4 separate regions of the Mus musculus genome follow, and regions 1, 3 and 4 are each linked to region 2. The links are chromatin contacts, called in public Hi-C and HiChIP or PLAC-seq maps. All regions are on one chromosome and are shown on one strand. The core of a region is the stretch at or near the end of the contact, and the rest is flanking DNA. Distances in the headings are between cores, read along the strand shown. Region 1 overlaps Gss (glutathione synthetase). Region 2 holds the start of Ahcy (S-adenosylhomocysteine hydrolase). Region 3 overlaps Ncoa6 (nuclear receptor coactivator 6). Region 4 holds the start of Acss2 (acyl-CoA synthetase short-chain family member 2).

Region 1 (3,107 bases), core at 146-2,645, 510 kb before region 2:
AAGGAATTAACCTTATGTGAGGGTTAGCTTCCTTTGTCTAATGTTTTTTGTTTCTGTTTTTGTTTTTTATTGCCAAGGAATTTAACAAATTAAATGTTGAAAAGTAAAGGCCAGGGACTGGAGAGATAGTTCAGTGGTTAAGAGCACTGACTGCTCTTCCAGAGGTCCTGAGTTCAATTCCCAGCAACCACATGGTGGCTCACATCCATCTGTAATGGGATCTGATGCCCCCTTCTGGTGTGTCTAAGAGAACAATAGTGTACTCGCATATATAAAGTTATAAAGTCAATAAATCTGAAGGAGAAGGAGGAGGAGGAGGAAAAAAATAAAGGCCAAATTTCAGTTCTCATTTAGTTGCTTATTCTACTTACTCTTAGGCATACTTTCCCCTAATGGTAACACTCAATAGTATTGTTTTATGATACAAAGATTAAACACTCATTGGTACATCAAAGGTGTGTGTGCGAGTGCGTACACACACACACTTTGGCATTTTGAGACAGGGTTTCTCTGTATCATACTCCTTCTCCTGGGCTCAGTCGCACTTATGAGGCAGGAGGATTGCTTAAAAGCATGAATTTGAGACCAGCTTGACAACATCCTGAGATACTTTCCTACTCTCCTGTCTCGTCTCTGAGTGGCTGTGCTTGCTGTCTTGTATACCTCTGCAGTCAGCCCTTTCTCCCTCTTTGTGTGCAAAGGCGCTTACTAGATCAGCCTTGCTGTATTTTGCTGCTTCTTTTCATTCCCAATCCCACTTCTTTCTCCCCTTTTTTTCTTTTCTTTCTAGCCCTCCCTTTCTCTGCGCCCCCCCCCCCGCCCCGTGAATTTATTCCGAACCACACCCTGCTCTATGCCAGGGCGGTCTTGACATGGCTCTCAGCCAGAGGCTCTCACCTTTGGAGTGTGGGTTTAGTTGGAGTCTGTAACAGAGAATAAATTTAAGGAATGTCATTGGACTGGGAGGCGCAGGCAGCATGCAGTGTGCAGTTAACTGTCATTTATTGAACACTCATTGTGTGTCGGGCTTTATTCTAATTACTTTGGAACTGCTGACTCATTTAACCTTCACAGCCACAGAGATGAGGAAATCTCAGCTCGGAGAAGTTAAGTAACCCGACTGAGGTCACTGAGGTCGTGGGAAGATTGGCAGAGCCGGACTCTAATCCCACGGAGTTAGGCTCTCAAGGCAGGCTCTGCACATTCCCACCCTGCCGGTCTTTCTTGGGACACCCGATAGAAGTAGCGATTCATTTTGATCAGAGGTAAAATGGTGAATGATAGACAGACTGAGCTAAAAAGACAAATGGGGGACACCCCCAAAGTACGGAGAGGGCAAAAATGTTCAAAGAATGCAGCTGAAAGGCAGGGCTGGTCAATGGGTGGACTCAGGTGAAGTCAGACAGCCCATCTGACCTTTTGATTCTGGGCAGAGGGGACTGTGACCTTCACCCTGTAGATCGATGCAGCAGATCAGCCCCGTGAGGGTTTAAGATTTGACACCTGCAGCGTTAGACAGGGACTTCATTTTGAACTGCTAACACATGAGCTAGGTGAACTGTCCAAAAGCATATCCAGTGTAGAGTAAGACTCCTTCCCCCAGCCGCCGTTTCCCTCGGAGGCAAGCCATCTTTACATTTTTGTTAGTGTTGTCTTCTTCCCTTTTTCAAGAAAAAAAAAGTTAGCAGCATTTCTATTTTTAAATATTTATTCTTATTTTATGTGTTTATGTGTGTGCCCAAGTGTATGTATGTGCACTACCTACAGATGCCAGAAGAAACTTCAGGTCCTCTGGAACTCTACTTACAGGCGGTTGGAAGCTGCCATGTGGGTGTTGGGAGTTGAACTGAGGGCCTCTGTAAGAGCAACTGGTGCTCTTGACTACTGAGCCATCTTCATACCAGCATTTTTTTTTTTCTTTTAAAAAAGGCCGGACCAACACTAAAACAGTAGGGTCTGGGGAGGTTGGGTCATTTTTTGAAGTACCCATGAGCAAGCATGAGAACCTGAGTTCAGACCCCAGAATCCATCCCTGGCACAGTAGTAGACACCTGCAACCCCAGATCTGTGGAGTTCACTGGCTAGCCAGCCTGTCCAGTCTGTGACTTTCAGGTTTAGTGAAAGACCTTGTCTCAAAAAATGAAGGTGGAGAGGGCAAGACACCCAACTCTCAGTATACATGCACTTGCCCACACTGCCAAGTATATACACCATACACACATGCAAATAATATAATAAATATAACAACAACAATAAAAAGTTACTCAGTTTATCTATGCAAATCAAACTGGGAAGGTGTGGTAGCTCAGGCCTGTAATTCCAGCACTTGGGAAATGGAGTCAGGAGGAGCAGAAGTTCTAGACTGGACCACTAGATGGCTCTGTGGGCAAAGGCACCTGCCGCTGAACTTTAAGGACCTGAGTTTGATTCCATAACCTAGTGGTCGAAGGAAAGACTCAGTTCCCACACATTGTCCTTTGAACTTCATTTCATATGCATGCTATAAAGCTATGGAACACATACACATAATATAATATAATATAATACAATATTTTTTAAAAAGAGGCTTAAGCTCAGCCTAGCCTACAGCGAGGCCAGCCTCCTCTATGTGAGACCCTGTCTTCAAACTGACAAACATCATGTGATCTGGGAGTTGCTTGTCCCCCACCTCACTGTTCCTATTGTTCCCTGGTGACAAAACAGAGTGTTATTGTCATACGTGTGCTACTGTTTTCTCTAAAAAGTGAGAGCTGTGTGATTCAGCCCGTGGACAGCAGAGGACAGTTGTGTGCTGGCCATCCTAAATTCAAATAGGTATGATGAGTGCTGGGGTCGGGACAGACAGAAGTCTTGGCAGAAAAACTCTGGCAATGTTTTAGATTGGGTGGGACTTGAGAGAGGCAGTTTCCTGTGTCTTAAAGCCATGTACTTTGGGTGCTGGTCACCTTTTACGTGATCTGTAATAATCCTGCCCCTGTTTTGGTTTTTTGTTTTGTTTTGTTTTTAGATTTTTTGAGACAGAACCTTTCTATATGTGTAAAAAGGAAATCATATATTTGTGTGTGTCTGTGTGTGTGTGTGTGTATTTGTCTTGGGGAGAGGACTGG
Region 2 (3,322 bases), core at 633-3,132:
TCCCTCCTTCCCTCCCAGTCTCTTTCCACCTCCCACTGAATTTACTCCTCTGTTTCTTAAAAGAAAGAATTTGATTGTGGGCTTGCTTACAGTTTCATAGGATTAGTCTATTATCATCGTGGTGGGGCATGGTGGGGATATTTCCAGAGTATGATGCACTCACAGTGCTGGGGCAGTAGCTGAGAGTTACATCCTGGTCTATAGGCTGAAACAAACAGACAGATAGACAGACAAAAGATAGAGAGAGGAGGGAGTTTATACTTGTTACTGTGAGTCTAGTCAAAGATGCATAGCTGGGGAAACGGTAGGTCTTCAGGAGGAGCCTACTACTGTTGAGTTAAATGTTGTCTCCTAAATATTTGTTTATAGTCACAGAGTGGCACAGTCCTCAGTTTTGGTCAGAAAAATCTCCTTTTGTAGCAAATGACAGGTAATGCAAATGACCATGGCTGGTCGAGGTGCTGAGTGTGACTGTCTCAGATCATATCACGCCCTTTCAAAGCTCAGGGGAACACCATAGGAGGAGGAGCAGAAAGAACGTAAGAACTGGATGGAGGGGAGGAGGGTTGTGGACCCACACGGCATGGCCGTTGCAATCAGAACTCACAACTGCAGCTATTTGCCCAGGACCTGCACAACACTGGATCCCCAGCAACATTCAGTCATGGATGGGGGAGGTGTCCCGGGACATTGCTAAAATTCCCTCCTAGGAGACAGAAGCAAAATCTACACCTCCTCCCAAATAAACTGAGGTATGATTCTGCGGAAGATCCTTCTGGGGGAACCGGTGAGGTCAGTGAGCTTCCTGACAACGCATACACAGGTCAGGGGGTACTTACCAGATAGGGGTATGAATGATGCTTTTCCCCAAAGACCACAGCTGGAGACCACACCTCAACCAGCAGGGATGAGGGCCTCGCCAGTAGACGGGTAGCTGGAACCTACTTCCCTGACTACATACTCTAGTCCTTCCCTGAGGTCATGTTCAGTTTAGGCAGAATTGCATATAACAGGAGGTAGGGTGCAGCTGGACACCCAGGAGAAGGTCTTGTGACCCTCCTTGTTACTCCATGAGGAGACAGATAAGTCCAACGGAGGCCAACTTTTTACAAAGGGGCCAACTGAACTCCCCAGAGATGGTATATGCACACAACATGGGGCCTGGTTTCCTTCCTGAAAGCTAGCCGCTGAGAGCCGCTGAGAGAGAAGTCATACTCTTCAGGTGTATAGTCATTGGTGAGTTATCTATGCTCCTGCGGATAGCTCCGCAGTCATTTCCATGTGAGCAGCCTGTGAATCACCAAGAAAGACTACCGAATGAGAAGGTGTTGAGGAGGGGGTGGGGGCGAGCAAGGAAAGGCAAACAGAGGGAGGAGAGAGTGACACAATTGCAACCGGTGATTTTTCTTTCTTTGTTTTTGAGATAGGGCCTCACTCTGTAGCCTCGGTTGGCCTGGAACTAATTAGCGATAGAGCAGACTGGCCTCGAATTTGTGACAAATCTCCTGGCTCTGGCTCCAGAGCGGGAGATTTCAGACACTGTCTCCAGAGTGGGGATTCACAGGCACATACCACTAGGCCCAGCTCTTTACTTTGATCTTGCAAGAGTTTTACAATTGAAGCAGTTAAGGCTCAGGTTAGTAAATTGGCTAGAGTCTAAGAATTCTGCCTTGTTTTGACCTCTGATTCACTGGCTGGACGGATGGGAGAAGAACCGCCTCTCTCCACGCTCCCTCCTAGTCGAGTGCCAGGGGTCCAAAGGCCACAGTGCACAAAATTTATGATTTTTGAGGCAGAGATCAGCCTTGCTCCCGCTCCGCTCAACGCCTCGAGCTAGGCTCCGCCCCTAAGTTTCAGCCCCCAGCAGGTTCATGAATATTCAAATAAGAAGATATTTAAAGACGCCGGCGCCAGGCGTAGATCCCTGCCCCGCGCCGCCCGGCCCCCTTCACTGAGTTCATCAGTCCTAGCGGAAGCGCCGCCAGCATGTCTGATAAACTGCCCTACAAAGTCGGTGAGTCCCAAGGGTTCAGTCCTCCGTGGCGACTCGGCTCCCGTCCTGGGTTTGTTGTCAGTACCGACCTGCGTCTTGTTTAGGTGGCGGCTTCGGGGCGCCCCGGGACCCCTAGAATCGCTGGCCTGGCCGCGCAGGTGCCCGGGGATTGGAGTCCACACGCCGCCGAGAGCCAGGAGTGGGAAACGGCCGCGGACTACAAGTCCCGGCGTGCCCCGCGGTAGGCGCCCAGAGCGGCAGCGCGGGCTGTGATCTTTGGTCGGGCAGCGTGCTCCTGTCGGAGAGACTGGCCATTGGGAAGCGGCCCTAGAGGCCCAGACCCTGGCCCTGGCGTTTGGCGGCTTGGGTGGCCCCTAGCAAGGGCCCACCGTCTTCTGGGCCTTGAGCAGGGCCGGAGAGAGCATCAGTGTTCTAGGTGCTAATGAGGAGAGGCCTGGAAACGGCTAGTCTCGGTGCAACGGGAACTTAGGGTCCCATCTGCTCAATCTCTGGGATATCTAGTGGATGTCTAGAAAATTTGGAGTGGTTAGAAATTACTGTTCGTTTTGTCCCGATTATAGAAAGCTGTCTGAGTAAACACACCTTAACTTGAGCGTTTACAGTGGGATGGGCACTGCCTTATAGCATTATTCTAGACTAACCCGTCTTATTATTGTAGCTCTCCATGGAAGGAACGGTTTTATGTTTACAATGAATATCCAGAGGTATAAAGGGCATTTTCCCAGAATCTTGTAACTGGAAAGCAGCTGGTTAGAATTTGGACTCAGGACATCATGACCTCTAAGCTCATCTCTTCCACTGCTGTCTGTATACAAGGCAATACACTTGAAACAACCCTAATGGAATTTCAACACAATCCAATTCAAACTGTGCCTAGTGACACAAGCTTGTAATCCCAGCCCTGCTATCACTACTGAGGCCAAGGAATCGATCAGCTCATTTCAGAGGTCAGCCTGGGCATACAGTGAATTCCAGACCAACCTGGACAAGATGGGGAGACCCTATCAAAACAAAACTACAAACCAAACAAACAGAAAAACAAAGCAATTCAGGCTGGTTAGCTTTTAAAATAATTTCAATACTCTATTAAATTGGAAAGGGTCCTCAAAGGGAGATGAATGCTATCCCATTACACAGGAACCTAGGGAAGTGGCTTTGCAAATTCTTATTAAGATAGTTAATCAGCCAGCAGGGCAGTTTATTGTCTCCACTGGGTAGATGCTAAGACTGAAGCCCAGAGAGGTTTAAGTCAGTGTTGTCTTGGCGGAAGAGCTAGAATGGAGGCTCGACATACTGTGTAGGGAGGGA
Region 3 (3,035 bases), core at 527-3,026, 330 kb before region 2:
GTCAAGACCCGTCAGCTCTTCCTCCATTTCTACTCCCTTACCTCCAAACCAAATAACTGTATTTGTTACTTCCAACCCCATCACCACTTCATCTAACACATCAGCAGCCCTGCCAACTCACTTGCAGTCTGCATTGATGTCAACAGTCGTCACAATGCCCAACGTGGGTAACAAAGTTATGGTTTCTGAAGGACAGTCAGCTGCTCAGTCTAATGCCCGGCCTCAGTTCATTACACCTGTCTTTATCAACTCATCTTCAATAATTCAGGTTATGAAAGGATCACAGCCAAGCACAATTCCTGCAACCCCATTGACAACCAACAGTGGCCTGATGCCTCCCTCTGTCGCAGTTGTTGGACCTTTACACATACCTCAGAACATAAAATTTTCTTCAGCTCCTGTAACACCTAATGTCCCCTCCAGTAGTCCTGCTCCAAATATACAGACAGGTCGGCCATTGGTCCTTAGCTCACGAGCCACTCCTGTTCAGCTGCCTTCCCCTCCTTGTACATCCTCTCCAGTTGTCGCTCCTAATCCTTCTGTCCAGCAAGTAAAAGAATTAAATCCAGATGAGGCTAGTCCTCAGACGAACACCTCAGCAGACCAGAGCACTCTGCCTCCTTCACAGCCAACCACAGTAGTTTCTCCCCTTTTGACCAATAGTCCAGGCTCCTCTGCCAATCGTCGAAGCCCAGTCTCATCCAGTAAGGGCAAAGGAAAAGTGGACAAAATTGGCCAGATTTTGCTGACCAAGGCTTGTAAGAAAGTTACAGGCTCTCTGGAGAAAGGGGAAGAACAATATGGTGCAGATGGAGAGACTGAAGGCCCAGGGCTAGAGATCACAACTCCTGGGCTAATGGGAACAGAGCAGTGCTCCACAGAGCTGGACAGTAAAACCCCAACACCCTCAGCACCCACTCTACTAAAAATGACCTCTAGCCCCATGGGCCCAAGCTCCACCTCAACAGGACCCATCTTACCTGGCGGTGCTCTTCCCACCAGTGTACGCTCAATAGTAACCACATTGGTACCCTCTGAGCTCATCTCCACAGCGCCAACCACAAAAGGCAATCATGGTGGCGTAACATCTGAGCCACTTGCAGGTGGCCTAGTGGAGGAGAAGGTGGGATCCCATCCAGAGCTTCTACCCAGCATAGGTATGTACTTGAGCTTGGCATCAGCTCCTCATGTCAGGTTTTTGCTGGCCTGTCCCACAAGAGAGAAAGCACAGCCCTTTTCTACTTAAAAGAAGAAAAATGGCAGTTGTAGATTTACTTACTGAAAGTACATTGAAAAATATGCTTTTAAATGCCATGTTCAGTTTATATTCATTAACATGGTTCTTTCCTGGCTTCTGAACTGATTCATGTTTCATTTTCATGTGTATATATGTTCCTCAGTTTTAAAAAGCATTTTCATACATACTATCTCACATCATCTTTATACCAACCATTGATATAGTCTTATTCCTTCCTGTGGGTGAAAAGATTGAAGCTCAGAAATGTCTAATATTTGTTGAGCCTATACTCTTTTATGTCTCTGGCCTGGCATCATCCCTTGAGTGTGAACAACAACTTCTTTATGCCCCTCCCATTGTACTTCTTGCCTTGTTCTCACTGTATGCTAACTCAGGGGCCTTTCTGTTTGGACTGCTCCAGAAAAGCTTACCAGAAAACCAGATTTCATGATAAGCAAAGGAAGATCTGAGTGGGGAAAAGTCAGATAGACTTGCAGTATTTGCCAGCTCAATGGGCTGGGACAAGTCTCACTTCCTCCTTTGTAATGTGGAGACAGTCATAGTCACAAGATTTCAGTGAGGTAATGAATGCTTAGCACATGCTTAGCACAGAACCTAAAATACGGTAATATGGTTTAAGTGTTATTGCCTGTTTCCTTTGGACATGGCCTCTTAGTAAACTGCATTAGTGGACATCTAGTTCAAGTTATTTCTTGTGCACTAGGTCAGTGGTTAGTACTGGAAACAGGTGTCTTTATACCTCCTTTCTCCTGTATGGCTCAAGTAGTGCAGAAGCTCCACATACCTAGAGATAAGTTAGTCATAGCTAGGGGCCTCTGCAGTATCTAAGCCAGCTAATAATACCTCTTTTATTTATGCAGCTAAAATACTTTGAGTGCCTACCAATTAGGAGGAGGAGCAGAAAGGATACCAGCTTCAGGTTATGATCAGAGTTCAAATTTTAGCTCCACTGGTTGCCAGTTACAGTCTGGTGAGTTCCTCGTACTTCACCTGTAAAGTGGAGATTATAATTTTACCACCCAGGATATGTAGGATTCAGTGAGAGAACTTGAATATCAAGTGCCAGCTTACTGCCCCAGACATAGCTCTAGAAAGGTTCCGTCCCTTCTTTCTCCCTCTTACCTAAAGAGATACAAGAAGGGGTGAAGACCTGCAAAGAGTTCAATGTCCCTACGAGAGAGAGACTTTGCTGGGGACGGCTCTGTGTTTCAAGGTTGAATTTTGTTGATGTAGGTGACTATAAGAATTAAAAAGAAAGCTGAGCATGGTGGTGCACACATGCAGCACGTGGGAGAGGAGGTAAGATGGAGAGCAGAGCCACTCTCGGCTACAGACTTGAGTTTGAGGCCAAGCTAAGCTACATGAGACCTTGTGTAAACCAGAAGGAACTGGTGTGGCTTAAGTATGTTCTCTGATGCTTGATATTTCCATTTCTGTTTCCTTCTAGGGAACTTTTTCCTTTAATACTAAGAGAATAATGATGAAATAATTAGAAAATATTTTTATTTGAATCACAATTGATAGTAGAGAAACATAAGTTTTAGGGAGATGAACCAGCAATTAAGCTACTAAGCAGAGAGAAATCTACAAAATTCAGTTTCCATCAAAGGGTAAAACTTACTGTTGTAGTTTATCAAGAATTTTAAGCTATAGTGTTAAGATGGAAGGCATACCCTTGATAGCCCTGGCATACTTAAGCCTTAAGTCTTTACTGTACAGTCCATAAAGTTGTGTTCCAGAGTGTCTCGTGTGTTCTAGTTCTAGGGTCTAAGTCTGT
Region 4 (3,169 bases), core at 439-2,938, 440 kb before region 2:
GTGTGTGAAATTAAAAAAAAAGTGTGTGAAATACAAATAAATTGTCTATAGTCCTGTGAAACTTGGGAACAAAATGTAAGTGAAAATCACGGTGTGAGGCTATATACATGGAAGAGGAATTACTGTGTAGTGCTAGCTTACCCCAGGGAAATAGATGTAAGTCGCAATAGAAGAAAATACACAGAAAGAGAATGGAAAAGACACCCGAGGACTCAAAGTTGGACACTACTTGTAGCAATGAACAACTTCGCAATTGATTCGATAATGTTTTGCATTGTTCAGTATCTGCCTCATCCACATTGTTCTTAAACATTTAAATCATTACTTATTTAATGTCTGCTGGGTATCAACTATTCGATAATGGACCCTTTTATTACCCACTTTGGACTTTTTAATTTATGAATCTAGTGTTAGCTTTCCTATCTTAGAGATGAATACATTCAATATAAGTTTTTAAATCTGCCTAAGACTGCAAGCAAAGCTATGTATGTATTTTTCGGGCAGGATTTGTGGCTTGTGTTTACCTTACTACCAAATATCATGCTCCCTCTCAGCCAGGACGTGGTGGTAGGCCAGAGTCTCACTATGGAGCCGTGGCTGTTCTGGAACTACCTACGTAGAGCAGGCTGGCCTTGAACTTACAAAGACCTGCCTCTGCCTCCCCAGTGCACGGGATTAAAGGCCTGGCCAGATCGTGGTTTTGCACCCTAAACTGTCCTGACACTTAAGAACGTGTCAAGGCATAGAATTGTCTCTCAGACTCTGAGTTACTAGAATTTAGATCCAATTTTGGTTTTTTTAAGCAAAAAAACAAAACAAAACAAAACAAAACAAAACAAAACAAACAGGCTTGGTGGTAAACCTCACTCCGTCTTGTTTTGTTCACTATACCATCAAAACAACCAAAGCATCGGCATACTGACAACTCGTACAGTTGTGTATTGGGATTGCTGTCATTTTACACAGAGGCAGGACTCCTAGATGGGAAACAGACTTGCACTGACGCTGAGCAAAACGAGATGGGTGCATTCGTTAAAGGTCTGAGGGAGGCATGGTTGAATTGGAGGCAAAGGTGATTCTCTTCAGGGCTCTCCTTCCCTCAAGGTTCACCCTTGCTCCTTGGAGCCCTTCCTTTCACCTCGAGGGCTCTCTCAGGGAACTTTCTCCTCACCGATCCCCGCTTCTTCTCACGGAACCCGCATCTCCTCGTGAAAACTCGCATCTCCCAAAACTGCCAAGTCGCCAGAGAGTGCCCCAACTTCTAGGAAGTCTCGCCTCACAGATGCCTCCTTCTTCTCACAGAACGCCATCTCTTTCGAATCCCTTTTCCATGTCCCTCAGGGACCCTCCATCTCCTCCCTTTCTAACGGAGCTCGGTAAATCTCCCTCGGACTCCCGCTCCTCTGCTCACTGGCGCCCCCAAGAGTCGCTCGGGCCCAGCCTCACCCCGTGGCTCCTCCACAGAACGCCGGTGCAGCTCGCGGTAGCGCTGCAGAGAGGGGACGTGCGCCGAGCGTCTGACCTCCGGCGGCGGGGACCAACCCCGCACCCGGCCCTCGGCGCCGGTCTCCTCACGAGCCCGGCTTCCACTGCCGCTCTTGCGCCGCTCCTCGGGAAGCCCCATCGCATCAAGTTCCGAACACCTTGTCCGCCGTTGCGGTCGCTGCGGGTGCCGGGGCGGGGAAAACAGGTCGACCCTAGAGGCGGGGCCTCGGGTGAGGGCGGAGCCTGAGGCTAGAGGCCGTGCTCTAGGCATCCAATAGTGGGTAGGGCCGTGCGTGAAGGGGCGGGGTCAGCAAAAACCGCTGAAGACAAGGGGTAAGGGCGGAGCTGTCTTGCCGGAAGGGGTGGAGCCGTAGTGAAAGCAGAAGGAATGGTCAGGGAATGACAGGAGAGGGGTGGGGCCTTGGAATGACAGTGGAGGGGCGGGGCCAGAGGTGACAGGCGAGGAGGCGGGCCCGTGGAGTGATGGGGTGTAGCCCGGCTGGATGTGACACGAGAGGAGGCAAGGCTGTGGAGTGACCAAGTTAGGGTCTTGGAGTGACAAGGGTTGGGTTACGGCGCCGCGCAGCTTGAGACATGAAAGGCTGGCTAATAAGAGGCATTGTGTCATCCGTTGTGCAATTACCGTGGTCTGATTGCGTGATCCTGTCACTCCAGAGTTGGATAGCCAAGTGCAGTACAGTTCCTTCTGGGTGACACTCCACAGTCTCCCACCGAACAGCACCCCTATTCCGTTCCCATGGAAAAATTCCTCCGCGACCTTGAGGGCACAGATCCCCAATATGAACCTTCCTGCTAACTCGTTCTGATTCTCTCCCACCTCTTAGGACATGTCATTCTTTTTGCCTCCATAAATCTCCATCCTGATGTAAAGTACAAGACTCTTAAGTGAAGACGAGGAGGATCCTTCAGATATTGGCTCCAAACGCACAAATTCTCTTAGCACTAAAGGTAAATTCAGAAAAGGAAGGGAAATGTCACAAAGTCGGGGAGCAGATAAAGATCAAGTTATGGTCAGATCTGAGTTCTTGTATTGTTTGTTTTTACTAACATAAACAGAAAGCCAGATCTTAAAATACAAGGTCTATGCAATATAAAATAATACAAGTATAAAGAGGAAAAATTACATTCTTTAATTCACCTAAGTACACACCTATCTGCCACAAATTGAGTTTACTTCCCTCTGGCGTCCCTCTATCCTCTTCACCCAAAAGGAAGCCGAGCAGGACACCCTCCACTTCCTTCCTACAGTTATCACCAAGGACTACCTCATCTTACAATTCAGACTGTCAAAACAAGGATCTTTAATTATTTAGCTACAAGAGTGAATCTGAGGTCTGAAGCAGCCAGCTCCTGCCATTTAATGTCTACTTAGGGCTTGTGACCCATCAACTCACCTGCTACACTGATCTTTGTCCAACTGACCATATGCTTAGCCCACCCTAAACTGAAAAACACATGCTCAGACATATGATCCAGAGCCAACCCAATCCTGAGGGGAGGTTTTAAGGCTCACTAAGCACATACAGACCTTGTAGAATAGACAAGGGTCTCAGCGAGGGAACAGATACTTTCTCAAGGAGACATCAACCCCTCTGAACAAATACACACTTCATTGAAATTGCACAAACTATATTAAGAAGGCAGAGCTTTTTCTGGAGGTCTC

Evidence for each region. Hi-C and Micro-C count contacts between places; a contact is called where the count stands out from the background. HiChIP or PLAC-seq counts read pairs in DNA pulled down with a chosen protein or histone mark.
Region 1: an HNF4G HiChIP or PLAC-seq map of pancreatic cancer cells shows a contact between it and region 2. The contact joins the enhancer-like site here to the promoter of Ahcy in region 2. A contact is called at or near these places in 2 of 15 datasets of contacts at CTCF or cohesin (large pre-B cells and stem cell-derived epiblast-like cells) and 4 of 115 datasets of contacts at active chromatin or transcription factors (astrocytes, memory CD8 T cells, pancreatic cancer cells and 1 more).
Region 3: a contact with region 2 is called in an H3K4me3 HiChIP or PLAC-seq map of pro-B cells, with 4 times the contacts expected there. The contact joins the enhancer-like site here to the promoter of Ahcy in region 2. A contact is called at or near these places in 10 of 39 promoter capture datasets (the 3T3-L1 cell line, the HPC-7 cell line, HPC-7-derived erythroid cells and 6 more), 11 of 484 Hi-C or Micro-C datasets (CD4 T cells, the G1E-ER4 cell line, the MC3T3-E1 cell line and 8 more), 10 of 115 datasets of contacts at active chromatin or transcription factors (the HPC-7 cell line, the SCID.adh cell line, acute myeloid leukemia and 4 more) and 2 of 9 other capture datasets (adipose tissue and liver).
Region 4: a contact with region 2 is called in a Hi-C map of CD8 T cells, with 4 times the contacts expected there. The contact joins the promoter of Acss2 here to the promoter of Ahcy in region 2. A contact is called at or near these places in 2 of 39 promoter capture datasets (the C10 cell line and pre-B cells), 7 of 484 Hi-C or Micro-C datasets (B cells, CD8 T cells, the G1E-ER4 cell line and 3 more), 1 of 115 datasets of contacts at active chromatin or transcription factors (bone marrow-derived macrophages) and 2 of 9 other capture datasets (adipose tissue and liver).

Annotation. Positions count from the first base shown.
Region 1 is chr2:155,583,604-155,586,710 of GRCm38.p6, reverse strand. The region is part of intron 2 of Gss (glutathione synthetase); the gene reads left to right. The region is part of intron 3 of Gssos2 (a long non-coding RNA gene); the gene reads right to left. Among named protein-coding and RNA genes, the nearest start is that of Gss, 7.7 kb to the left of the region's middle. Within about 2 kb of position 1,395, at least 42 of the 459 cell types and tissues checked have an H3K27ac peak or open chromatin away from gene starts, as enhancers often do. A contact at or near this core is called in pancreatic cancer cells, where this site is marked.
Region 2 is chr2:155,073,057-155,076,378 of GRCm38.p6, reverse strand. It overlaps Ahcy (S-adenosylhomocysteine hydrolase), which reads left to right and starts at 1,882. Exons shown (of 10, transcript NM_016661.3): 1 at 1,882-2,014. The coding sequence starts at 1,987. Gm39966 (a long non-coding RNA gene) reads left to right here and starts at 2,205. Exons shown (of 2, transcript XR_866885.2): 1 at 2,205-2,429; 2 at 2,673-3,322. It overlaps Gm45609 (a long non-coding RNA gene), which reads right to left and starts at 1,867. Exons shown (of 3, transcript XR_001783519.2): 1 at 1-1,867.
Region 3 is chr2:155,403,597-155,406,631 of GRCm38.p6, reverse strand. Ncoa6 (nuclear receptor coactivator 6) reads left to right here. Exons shown (of 14, transcript NM_019825.3): 10 at 1-1,157. Among named protein-coding and RNA genes, the nearest start is that of Trp53inp2, 23 kb to the right of the region's middle. Within about 2 kb of position 1,776, at least 68 of the 459 cell types and tissues checked have an H3K27ac peak or open chromatin away from gene starts, as enhancers often do. A contact at or near this core is called in the HPC-7 cell line, acute myeloid leukemia, adipose tissue and 4 more, where this site is marked.
Region 4 is chr2:155,516,562-155,519,730 of GRCm38.p6, reverse strand. It overlaps Acss2 (acyl-CoA synthetase short-chain family member 2), which reads right to left and starts at 1,688. Exons shown (of 18, transcript NM_019811.3): 1 at 1,447-1,688. The coding sequence starts at 1,624.